2 separate regions of the Drosophila melanogaster genome follow, and region 1 is linked to region 2. Evidence: chromatin contacts called from public Hi-C data. All regions are on one chromosome and are shown on one strand. Each heading gives the region's core, a stretch centred on a gene start, on an enhancer-like site or on the middle of the called end of the contact. The rest is flanking DNA. Distances are from core to core; before and after follow the strand shown.

The links. Hi-C and Micro-C count contacts between places; a contact is called where the count stands out from the background.
Region 1: a Hi-C map of the Kc167 cell line shows a contact between it and region 2, with 2.4 times the contacts expected there. The contact joins the promoter of Tet here to the enhancer-like site in region 2. A contact is called at or near these places in 3 of 107 Hi-C or Micro-C datasets (the Kc167 cell line, the S2 cell line and embryo).

The regions. Positions count from the first base shown.
Region 1 is chr3L:2,877,211-2,883,272 of dm6, forward strand. It overlaps Tet (Ten-Eleven Translocation (TET) family protein), which reads right to left and starts at 1,948. Exons shown (of 11, transcript NM_001274414.2): 1 at 1,323-1,948. lncRNA:CR44531 (long non-coding RNA:CR44531) reads left to right here and starts at 5,604. Exons shown (of 1, transcript NR_124765.1): 1 at 5,604-6,062.
Region 2 is chr3L:2,682,346-2,688,557 of dm6, forward strand. It overlaps Fife (fife,), which reads right to left. Exons shown (of 17, transcript NM_001274411.1): 4 at 2,208-2,343; 5 at 1-216. Among named protein-coding and RNA genes, the nearest start is that of CG33234, 24 kb to the left of the region's middle. Within about 2 kb of position 4,941, at least 6 of the 39 cell types and tissues checked have an H3K27ac peak or open chromatin away from gene starts, as enhancers often do. A contact at or near this core is called in the Kc167 cell line, where this site is marked.

The sequences.
Region 1 (6,062 bases), core at 698-3,197, 190 kb after region 2:
TTTGCCTGCGTGTCCTTTTGCCAACTTTTATTTTGGGCTGATGTGTTTTATGAATGAATCGTGGGCGGCGGAAAATTGTAAACAAAATATGGCAGCTATATATAGATTCATTGGGGGTAAGACGGTAATAAACTTGCAGGCGGCCGACAAATTGCATCCAACAGATACAGATACTGGCACGGAGATACATTCGCTGAACTTGAACTTCTTTCGCGGCCTGCGCCTCAATTTGTTTGGTTTTATTATTTATCTTTCTTTAAATTCTCTTTATTGCCATGTATCTGTATCTGTAGCTGTATCTTGTAGGAGCACAAGTATCTCCTTCTGTGTTCTTAGCTTTTCGCTTTCTGTTGTGCTTCTCGTTCCCATGTACTCTCCTTGTTTTATTTTCTGTTTTCGGCGCTTCTGTTCTGAGCGCGCCAAAAAGTATCTTGAAGATGTACGCACGTTACTGTTAGTTACGAGTATCTGTATCTTTGTATCTCTGTGTGTCGCTTTCTGGCACGTTTTCAGGGCCTCGGCTCAACTCTTCACAACCAGAAGAAGTTCAGAGCCCGCTGCTTTTTAATTTAAGTTGGCGCTAAGACAAACGCAAAATGTATCTATCAGAAACAGTTCTTCTTTTAAAAGTCATTACTCATTGCCATAAGTGTTTGCGGTCCAAAAAGAGAAGCCTCTGCCTTTACTGTAATATTATTATTTTATTTTGTTTATTTGTCTTGCACAAATAAAGCTCGCTGAAATTGCCTGCTTAGGTGATTGTGATTTTGTTTTTTGGGTCTTCTTTGAGCTTGCACTTATTGTAATTTGATCCTCGGATGACCAATAACAATTGTTATCTCTTTGTTTACATGTTTACGCTTGGAAAGTATTTCCTGTGCCCCAAATGCAAATTTCAATTGGAAATTTGTTTTTCTTTGGCTTTCGGTCGAGAGGTGAGTTTAATTGAGGGATTAGGAACAAAAGCGTAGAGTTTTATATTTGATTGGAGCTCAACATTTTTATACATTTGCTCAATTGGCTTTATTAATTGGAGTCGGTTTTATGAAAGGGATATGGCCATTCTGTTTGGTTTCTTGGAAACGTTCCTTACGATTCGTTTTCAAAGAGTTAGTTATGTTCTGTATGCGGCTATTTGTCTTTTTGTTTGATGGCTATGCTTAATTAATGAAAAAAAAAAACCATTTATTTAATTTTCTTTGGTACCACAAATAAAATGATTATATACGCAGAATAGTTATATATAGATAAAAGGTATACATAAAGCATCCCGATTTATATATACTTAAATATATGTATATTGTTAAATCCCTACTACAAACCTTAGTTGTTAATCCATGTCCTTTCACGAGTTTTTTTCCTCGGAAAATGTTGAGTACTTAGAAGCTATTGGAAATCCAAGCCAGTTTCACTATCCATTTGCCGACCGTCGTTGGACCGTTAGAAAAGCCGCGAAAAACCGCACGAAAACGAAAGTTGACAATAACAAACCGCGACGCGAAAACGGAACGAAGGGAACAAAAGAAGGAAATCGCGGAAATTGCAGGGAAACCCAGAGAACCGAGCGCGAAACTGGAGCTGCAAATTAAACCGGGACTTGGATGAAAAGCTGAAGAACTTGGAGCTGCAAGTGCGGCATCTGCGGGAGTTCTTGATTTTGTTTTGCTCTTGGATATTCTAATTCACTGGTCACATTGGTCACATTATTTGGGGCTGCCTGTTTTCGAAACTGGAACAAGTTAGTCGCGAGTCCTTGAACTCGATCACACCCACACCGAAGGGATAGTATATTCCCGAAAATCAGAATCAGAATCAGTTAGTTAGCTAGTAAGTCTCACACGCACTCGCACTCGTTTCTAGCGCTCGAACGGCGGCGGCGGTGCAAAAGTCCGTGTTTTGTAGGAAACTTTTCACCCGAAGGATACACAACAACTGAACTAACTGAACTGAAAATGAAAATGAAAATGAAGGAGCAAACATAAAATGTATCGAACAAGTTCGTGCTCGAAGCGAACAGGTTCATGTTCGCATCGAACCAATGCGGGCTCCACTCGAACTTAAGAATACAACAAGCATGACGACCGAATTCTCTTAACTAGCGGTTTTATATTGTATAATTCATTCAATACTTAAGCATTTTTAAGAAATGATTTTTAATTTATTTTTGTGCTTATTAGTCATTCGTAAAATATATTATTTTTCAGTTTGACCATCATTAAAAGATGAAGAGCAAGATTCTTTCGTTTTGAAATTTGTATTTATTTTTATGTTCCCTAAAAAGTTTTGTAAATTCTTAAATATTTAACTTCGAACTGCTGCTTGTTGCTGTTGCGCCTGCAACTTTTGGCTCGAGAGTCCTGGCACACACACACAAACACACAGCCGCACGCACACAGTTACATTTACGGCTGCATCCTCTCTCTTTCATTAACACACAAGCACACACACACACACACACAGCTGCAACAAGACACGGATACGAACATGCGGCGTTTGAAGTGCGCTTTTGTTGTTGTTGCTGCTGCTGCGCCGCTGTACAGTTGTTGTTCCAATTAAAAATTTTTTTCCCTAGTTTCGCGCTCACAATGCGAACTTGCAATCTATGTGCGCTACGAGATATTTTCTGCTGCCTTTGTTTTGATACCCTAACCAAGGAGCTTACTTAGCTTACTTAGCAATTAAGCACATTGAATTCAAGCATGCATTATATGGTAATTGGCGTATAGTTTATTGATTTATTTACAATTTTATCAGAATAGATAAGCTCGCAAAATGTGTTTCGAAATTCAGGGCATTCGCAGTTCGACCAGCCGAATAAGTTTTACTTTCCCGCTGCTGTTGCTGCGGTGCCGTGGACGTTGCTGCGGTGCTGTTGCTGCCACTGCTGCGCTGGACGCAGGACACGGAGGCAGGACCTTGTGGGCATGTGCCATATATCCTGGCATTGCACTGGCTGCCGTTGCGGGATTTTGGTACAATTTGCCTGCCATGTTTTGCCCCTTTTTTACTTTTGCGCAAAGAGCGGGGGCGGTTGATTTCATTTCACTTTTTTCTCGTGGCGGTCCTGTTGCAACCTCGTTTCATGCCAACTATTAGTGGAGCTGCCATTTTTTCGCCATTTCATAGAGAGCAATCCACGGCGGAAAATGGAAACCTTGACAGTTGCATTGTTGCCTGGCGCTGACAGAGAAAATAACAAAACAAAGCGAGTACGCGGAACGCTGCTGTCTATTTGCATTGCGTAATGGAAAATCATTCAACCTAGGGGCACAACCCTTAACCGACTTCGAATCCTCCGGAACCGAATCTCAATCTGAATCCGAATCCTCCGAACACTGACCTGTCCCATACGCAACGCATACCCATAAAATCCCTCGAGGAACCTCGAAGAAACATCTGCACAAACAACAAAATGCAGCCGGCCTTTTCTCCTCTTAGATAGTTCTTAAGTTCACGATCCGCAGACAAGTTCTTCATAGTTGGGTTTTCTGCACTCGAAGCTGCTGCAAGTCTCTCTTCGTTCTTCTGCATTCCGCTCTTTGCGTTTTTTTCTACTTTTTTCGCTCTTATTTGGCTTTTGCGTGTCCTTTGTGAGGACAGCAAAGGACATTCACACTGCAAGCAGCCACAATAAAAAGACGTGCGGCAAAGGAAACCAGAAATGTATCTGACAGTTGGTGCTGCAGAAGTATTTGAAAAATGAATGAAATGTGCGCACAGAACATGAATAGAAAAATAAAATATTAAAAAAAAAAAAAAAAAAAAATGATAAATGTAATACACTGAAAACAGGGGTAAGATTTATTAGCCAATTTCAAGTATGTATACCTTTTAATCATATAAAATGCTTGCAAATGTGTAGGAACGAATGCACGTTGAGATATGTTAGCCAATAAGGTTGATTATAAGAATATTAAAATAAAATTTAGCTTATTTTTTAACTACAACTTCAAGTGCAGCCATCTCCTAGATCGATTCCATGTACCCAGCGTGTATTCAGACTAACTTCTCCAAGGGCAAACGCTGAAGAAGAGTGAAAATCACTGGCTGAAGTTGAATGCACCATAAGATGCATGGCACACCCAGCAGGACTACAGCATCCTGTGGCTGCATTTCCTCGCCACGTTTTAATTTATTTCATTCCGTTTAAAATCCGCCAGTTGGCCGCCGGTTTTTTATCAACTTACAGCTCCAAAGGAGCATTTCCAGAGTATCTCGGTATCTCAGCATCCGAGTATCTCAATGTTTTCTTCGTTTTTTTTTTTTTTTTTAGTTCGGAGTGGCAAATGCACACGTAATACGAGTAAAGCAAGCCAAATGCATTAACAGCAACAACAAGCCGCTAGAAAGAGAGGGGCATACCCGGAGCGAAAGAGAGGGATAGACACTCCGCACAGATGCATACATATATATTTTTATTTGTGCCATTACAGCCCTCGTTGTTGTACGAGTTTTGAGTTTTCCGAAACTGAAATCATGAAAGGAGCAGATGTTAAATTTTTATACACAACGCACAACAACAGCAACAACGCCTAAGCTGGCAGCGCTGCCGCTGCATTGTTGCTGCTTCTGACTTGTTGTTGCTGTTGTTGCTTTTGATGCCGCATTCTGCACTGCTCGTCATCAGCAGGACATCTCTTTCACTCGCGATTCGGTTGCCAAGCAGCCGCCAGTGATGCCCTCTCTTTCTGACCGCCTCTACTGGTGTTGTTCGACTGCCAGAAACTTCAGCTGCTCACTGCTGTTGCTGTTGTTCTTGTTGTAGTTGTTGGGTTTTCAAGGGATTTTAAAAGGAGAGGGGTGGGTAGGGGGCAATATGGATATTGACCGTCCTTAGAGGAGCCTGCAACCCAAAAAGTTTCACTGGCAAAATCAAATTTGGAGCTGGCTCATTTTATAGAAAATAATAGTTCGATGTGCTTAGATATTTGTTTATGGAACATGAATTTTATATTAATTTCAATGATGATGAAATGGATTAATTTAACAAAACATTCGAATTTGCTGTATTGCAAACTTATTTTTATAATTTTCCCCTTAAACCCTAATTGCAACAGTTTCACCTTTACATAGCATGTGAGTTGGATATGTTTTGTTTTGCGGACTTATCCTTACCTGATTTGTCAATACCTTTTTACCTGGTTTTCGACTGCGTATTGGAACAATAGTTTTCCATTTCGTGATGCTAATCATTGCTAAAACTCCGCACAATACAAGCAGGCAGGACTCTTTTTCTCTCGCTCACATACATATCCTTATAGAAGACAAATTAACCCTCGGCAGAGTCACGGGGTGTGGAATGGGCCTCAATACTCAATGCAGCTCTGTGGGTGGGTTCCGTCCCACTGTGCCAGTTTGAATCGCTGCCAGTTGAAAATACCCACTGTGTGTAGGTTGGAGAGCAGAGTTTTCCACAACAGGTACGAAAGATAAGTAGAACAGGACGAGGCTGTTGCACCTTAGTTTAATTGAGATTTTCGAACATGCACACACTCGAACCCTGACTTATCAATATAATTTGCACTGGTTATGCAACTGGAAATATTGCACAACTGGCTGCGAGTACTCATAATTGTTCACTGGTATTTATTAAGACACCTGGGACGTTGAATGGTGTTCGGTGAAGGACATTCTTGTACTTACCCACAAGGCTTCGATATTAATAGCATAGCATTTATATTGTAGTTATATATTGTAAACATATTTCCGCTTTATGCCGATAAAGAACTAATGTATGTTGTACAGGATCCAGGATCCCCAAATTTCAGCTGCTCCTCGTGTAGTCACCATTCTGTCACCAACTGGGGCCATCTGGAGCACTTTCAGTGCCACAGATGTACGGATACGTGGGCATACATCATCGGGTAATAATGCCGACCATCAATACATCCATTCCATATCCTCTGACAAGCCACGCCGCCGTATCCTCGAAGGCCTCCAGTCCTCATCCGTAACCTCATCATCCCTCGATCCCCAACAATCCATGCATGACTGACCCCCTTTTTTGAACCGCGTTTCGTGCGCGTGACACCTGATGTTATTTTACGATTATTGTTTCTGGA
Region 2 (6,212 bases), core at 3,691-6,190:
CGGCCCTTCGTCCTGGCTCCTGTTTGGCCGCCGCCCCACCTCCACCGCCGCCCGTTGTCGCCGTGCCGCCGCCGCTGCTGTTGTTATTGTTGTTATTCAGACTGCTGCCGTAGTCCTGCTGCTGCTGCTGCTGGCTTTGATAGCTGGGCGAGCCGTAACTGCCGCTGGTATCCGCATCCGTCGGCACCAGCGAGGGGCGTGGCGACATTTTATTAACTGGAAAAGAGACAGAGGAAAAGCGGACGGGCTATGTAATCAATTACTGAGGCAACCGAGCAACCAACCAGCGAATGCAGCCCCTTGTCCAATGGAAACTTGTTGATTTTCCGCTGATTGCATGCACTATAGTCTGTGGACTGACCCAAATGCAGTGTGTGTTTTACCCGAAGCCGCACACTCTGCTCTATGCTTAATTTGTTGTCAGCGCACATAATTTGTTTGGTCTGCTAATTGGGCAAGCGACAGGCAGGCAAATGCAATAAATAAAACAATAATCGGATAAAACGGACATTTCTGACAGCCTTCGTTACTCATTAAACGAGATGCTCGGAAAGGATGTAGTGTAAATGGTAGCTAAATCGGATAATTGCTAATGCTAAATATGTATTTGGTTTCTCAAATTGCACTAAAACTATTCACTAATATATGCACATACTTTAATGAAATACTTATATAATCAATCTAAAACAAATATCCGATTTAACATGTACGTTTGGTGTGGAGTAAAACTATGGAAAAAAAAGCTTACTAAAGCACTCTCTTAAATTACATAAAATCACTTATGCAACGTTTAATTTTCTATTCCGAGTGCGTTTTTTTTTTGTGCAGCGGAACTACCTGAAGAAGTGAAACCTTTTCCCCAGGACTGGCACACATTTATATGATTATATGCTTATACACCGTGTGTGTTTTATATATATTGCACCCTTGAGAAACTGGCGAAAAGTTTATGCGGCCCGGAAAAAGTCGCGGTGCATTAGTCACAGTCAGGAGACAAGGACAAAGGCGGGCTTTTGTTGTGCGCCTGGCATTGCTCATACGCACAGTTGCACCTCGTGCTTTTTCACCTTTTGGCAAGTCACGCTTGACATTTTCAGCCGTAAAAGTGGCATGGTAAATATAAAACAATGCTAGAGAGAGAAACCGGCAAGGAAAAACCTTTTCCCTTTTTGTTACAAAAAGCGATTTCACCTGCTCAAGGGAGCACTTAGGTGGCAGGTAAGATAAAAGAACTGCGCAACTATTAAAGTATTTGCAAGTTTTTCTGCTTTTAAATTATGTGTCAGCTCTTCACTGTGGTTGGCCACAAAAATCTGGGAGCTTGCCAACTAGCTGGAGAGCAATCTCGCAGAGCTGCATCCTTTGGGGAGTCGAAGGGAACTCGAGTGCCAAAATATTTGCCCAAATTATGTGCACAAATCTGTCTCGTTCTTTTACGATCCTGCTAAATAAACGTCGTGAAATAAGATTTCATTTCGTTCTAATAAATCGAATGGCTCGGCAATAAAATCAACAAGCCACAGCTTTCGCTTAGCTGGTGGCCAACTAAATTGTGATAAAAATAACACAAAAGTCAACACAACATTCTCATGTTTCCCGCTGCTTCTTTCAGCACTAAATAAATACACCAATGCTCAAGATAATAGTAGTTTTAACATTACTTCAACACATTTCTTCAAGCTTTTAGCACTGGATATACATATATACAAAAGTGTTTGCTCTGCACTTATTATATATCAATATATAGAAGCCAATAAGAATTTATAGTCTTGGCATCGTTTGTAGTGAACTACTGCTATTACTTTGAACTCAGCTGTTTGCTTGGGTGGTGCTAAAAACAGAAGTCACCGATTTTATTGACTTTGTCGCAGCGTTTATGGACTCCATAACAATGACAGTGTGAATGGCGATGACTTGGCATGCAGCATCCACTGACCCCTTACATTATTCAATATGCGATGCAAACGAGCGTGAGCAGAAAATATATTGCGTATACGCACCGTTAGCCGCCGAATGCTCATTGCTGCGACTTACGTGCTCTCGCAGAAACACACACAAAGTTTGCTCAAAGTTTAGCAAGCAGCTTTACGGGCACTTGTATGAAAATTCATGCCATAAATTCGTATGCACTTACGGCAAGGATAACCGCACAGAAAACAACGCACACACACCTAAATCTACACATCCACAACTACAATCATGCTTACCTTTATCTGTGACGGTGAGCAGCGAGGAGGAAATCGTAGCCTTCATCTTGTTCAGGGCCCCCGTTTGGGAGGCCCCTCCTCCCGAGTCCGCTGCATGCTGCTGCCGTTCGCTGGTCTGCTCGTCGGTGGCCACCATCTGCGGAAAACAGAAGAGGAAAAGCGGAAAAGTTAGAGGTCAGCGCGCGGGGCTAAGGAAATGTGGATAAATATTGGCGTATCGCGCTGTTGGTTTGATTTTCTGCAGCCGTAAATCTTTATTTCGGTCTTGGCTTGCCATGAACGTAAAACGCGAAGCAAAATGACGGGATTATTGGCGTGTATTACAAAACCAGGTTTCCTTTCTATACGAGTTAAAACATTTGAAAAATGTTTATAAACCATATTATTTTGATTAGTAGTGGTATTTACCTAATATAGCTCGTAAAATTTATATTTTTTTGCCGAAAATGACATGCAATACCTTTTTGTGCTCGTAAATAAATTTCAAATCGATTTGCATTCAAAAATAAAAAAAAAAATTTTTGTGAATTTTTTGAAAAAAAAGATGATGGTACCCCTTACAAAAAATGAAAAAATTGGTCAAAAATTATTTTTTCAAAAACAGTTGCTCAGTGATAGGGTTTTTTAGTTGTGGTTATTAGCTGCACAAAACAGTCATTGATTTTGCTCTGTGCCATTTTTTTGCCAAGTTATGGAAAAAAATCCTACATAAATATTGTAATTATGCTAAAAATTTCTATGTCCATTTTTGGGCGAAAAATAAACAGTATTTTATCTATAGTAATAAAAGTATTGATAGAAAAATAAAACGTCCTACATCGTTGAACTCGTAATTTTCATGTCAATAAAGTGTAATTCACACTTTGAAATGTAAAATTTTTGCGAATTTTCAGAAAAATTGATGATGTAACCCCTATCTAAAAATGGAAAAATTGCATAAAAAATTTTTTTTTTTTAAATCAAAAGCTTAGTGGTAGGGCCTGTTAGTTTGGTTTATAAGCAACATAAAACACTGATAGTTTTCGCCGTCTGGCGATTTTTTTCCAAGTTATGCCAAATTAACTAATGAATATTTAAGGGTTGGCCTCATTTTTTATGAGACTTTAACAAAAAAAACTCCTTTTTGGTATCTGGCGGATGAAGTCAAAGCAATACACACCATTTTTGTCTTTTAAGCTTAGCGTGAGTGATCATTTTCATACCCTTAGCTTATCTAAACTAGACGAATATAATCATCAAATTCCCAGCCAGGGAGCAGTTTTCCCTGTGAGCAAGGTTATTACCCTGATGTTCCTCAGATTTTCTCTGATTTTTTTGCGCAGTCATCACGGGCACGCAGGTGAAAGTAACGCGGTGCGTTTTATTTGATTTTTTTCTGTGTTCCACTGGAGGCGTCTGAAGCGCAACAAATTGCCAAGAAATCGTAAAGTGTGGCAAGTAATTTTTGATTAAACAACGGGGCACCAAAGGCGGAATCCACCAGCCGGAGAGTCTTTCAAAAATTACCGTCATTCTTTTTAATGCACACAGCCTGTAAGAAGGGGGCTTCACCGGGCTTAGCCGTCTTTGTGTGTGTGTGTGTTGTGTTCCGGGCAGGAGGATAACAATTGGAGGCGACTGGCCGACCAGCCGAGCCCCGAAAACATAAGTGCTGCTCTGCTATGTCAGCATTTTATGAAGTGGAAATTTTCTATTTGCCAAAGCGCCAACGAAACCGGAACAAACAGCCGCACAGTTGAGTACACAGAAAACAAATGGTGGCACAGCTCTTAGCCAGTATCTTCGAAAAAACCTCTATACATTTAAACCTTTAAATTAAAGTTGGTTACTCAGCATGTTATGCCTGGAACTAATTACTTTACCAGTGATACCATGTAACACTGTCTGTTTAATATATAATCCAACGTCGGGATTAAGTACTACAATGGATTATAATATTTTTTCCTATGCATTAAGGACGATCCATATAGTGCAGCCATCTCGTTCGCACAGCGCAAATTACGCTAAGTGCTTTGGCTGCAGCGCTTTCGGTTACCTACCTTTGTGGGTGGGTATGGGCTTTAGAGGGTTAAGAGCGGGCTTTGCGGGATGTGCGGGAAGTGCCCAGGGGGTCAGGATCCTACTCTGGCGGGAACTAAGCGGCATCTACTGTCAGATTATGGCCGCTTTGTGCTCAGCCCGGGCTACATTTTTGATGATGTCATTTGATGTCGGCCTGGTAATATTCATGCTGCCGATTTATGGGCTCCTTTCTTCCTACATTTTGCCTGCCAACTTTGCCGGGAAGCCCATGAAATCTTAGTGTAATGTATAGTTGTTTGCTCGGCGGTCTTCCTGTCCAGATCCCACCTGCAGCCCAGAAACCCCACTTAATTTATGTGCTCAGGTGTCTGACGCCATTTTTCTTGCGCACGGGTAAACTACTCGGCATTCCTCACGGTTTCAGCTCCGCCCACAGCTCCTCGCACAATTATTGCCGTGTTAATTTTGTCATTTATTATGATTTTTTGCTCCGTCTGGCCCGGTCTGGGTCTTATGGCCCGAAGCCGCAAATAGTTTCATGTTTAGTGCCGAAAATTATGTGTTGACGTTTAAGAGCTGCTGTTCCCTTCCATCCTCGCCCTCCCTCGCATTTCCCGCCGCTTTTCCACTCGCTTTTCCCCGACACAACAATAATATGGCGCGCAATATGTGCGCCCTTTATGGCCGCAAAGTATGCTACATAAAACAGCAGTCAATGCGAAAAGAGATGAGGAGAAAGTTGGTCGCCAGCAGGGAGAAAGTTGCGCCTTGTCAGCCGTGAATGAATGCGCTTGCATTCCGCCAGGATAGACATCCTTGCAGTCGGAATGGAAATCAATAGCAAATTAAACGAAAGCTGCGAGCAAATATTTTACCACTTAAAAGTTGCGCACAAGTTTATAACGAATGTCTTGCAGAAATAGTGAGGACACGTTGCGAGTTTTCTGAATTTAATTTCAAATTGGAGATAATATTAATTGGGAATACTAATTTTGTACACGGAATGTATTAAATTTTAATTATCCAATTCAATGAATTCAAAACAGTTTTCAAAACTGCTGCTATCTGCTCACCACGACTGTTTTGAAAAGTTTGGAGCAGTAATATAAAGTTTGAGAGCTCAATGAATATTTTATTCAGGTGTAAAAAGTTTTCTAATTGCAACCGAGTTAATAAGCAAGAAAATTACTAGCGACTTTAAATTTAATTATTATTTGTTGCAGCCAACTAATGAACACCTATTACCAGTTTATCCTCTAATATATTTGATAAAATAAATGTGTAAATTCAATCGATAGAAAGGGATTATCATCACTTTATTTAATATATTATTCAAAACAACATTTAGTTTTTCCCCATGTGTAACAAGTAGTTTGTGGGGCAGGCACGTGCTTGTCATTCGGCTCAAGGCTTCGAGTTGCCTGTTGCAAGTTGCAGCTGCCTGCCGCCTGTTGCTGTTTATGGCCTGCACCCAGGCACAATAAAGTGCAGCACACTGACAGCAAGGGGCAACCGACTGGGACACGTGTGGTCAGGATGGAATGGAATGGCCGGAATGGAATGAAATGGTCGGGATGGCCTGGCCAGGATCTGTCCACAGGCGAGTCTAGGCGCCACCGCAAGCAAATGGGTAACGAGCCAAGTGCGGCAGTGGTCAGGGAACTTTACAGCGGCCGGACTATTAAGGAAATTGCTGCAAATAAACTGCAGGAGGTTGTGCAGCTGGCAGGACTCGTGCTCTGCATTCACGGTCTAGTGCCCCGTGGTGTCCTTTGATGTCCTGCGGTCCCTGCGCATTTGTCGCCAAATTTCAGAACGGAATGGCCCGACTGGTTGTTAGGCATTTGAATGGCAAATAGAAAAAACTTTGCCAAATCCTTTTTGCCAACAGACTTGCTAACGGACTGTCAACGGCTCATCATTGTTTTGAGATGGGTTCGTTTGGCTTGGAAGCTGGGCCGCTTTGATTTCGTGCTTCATTTG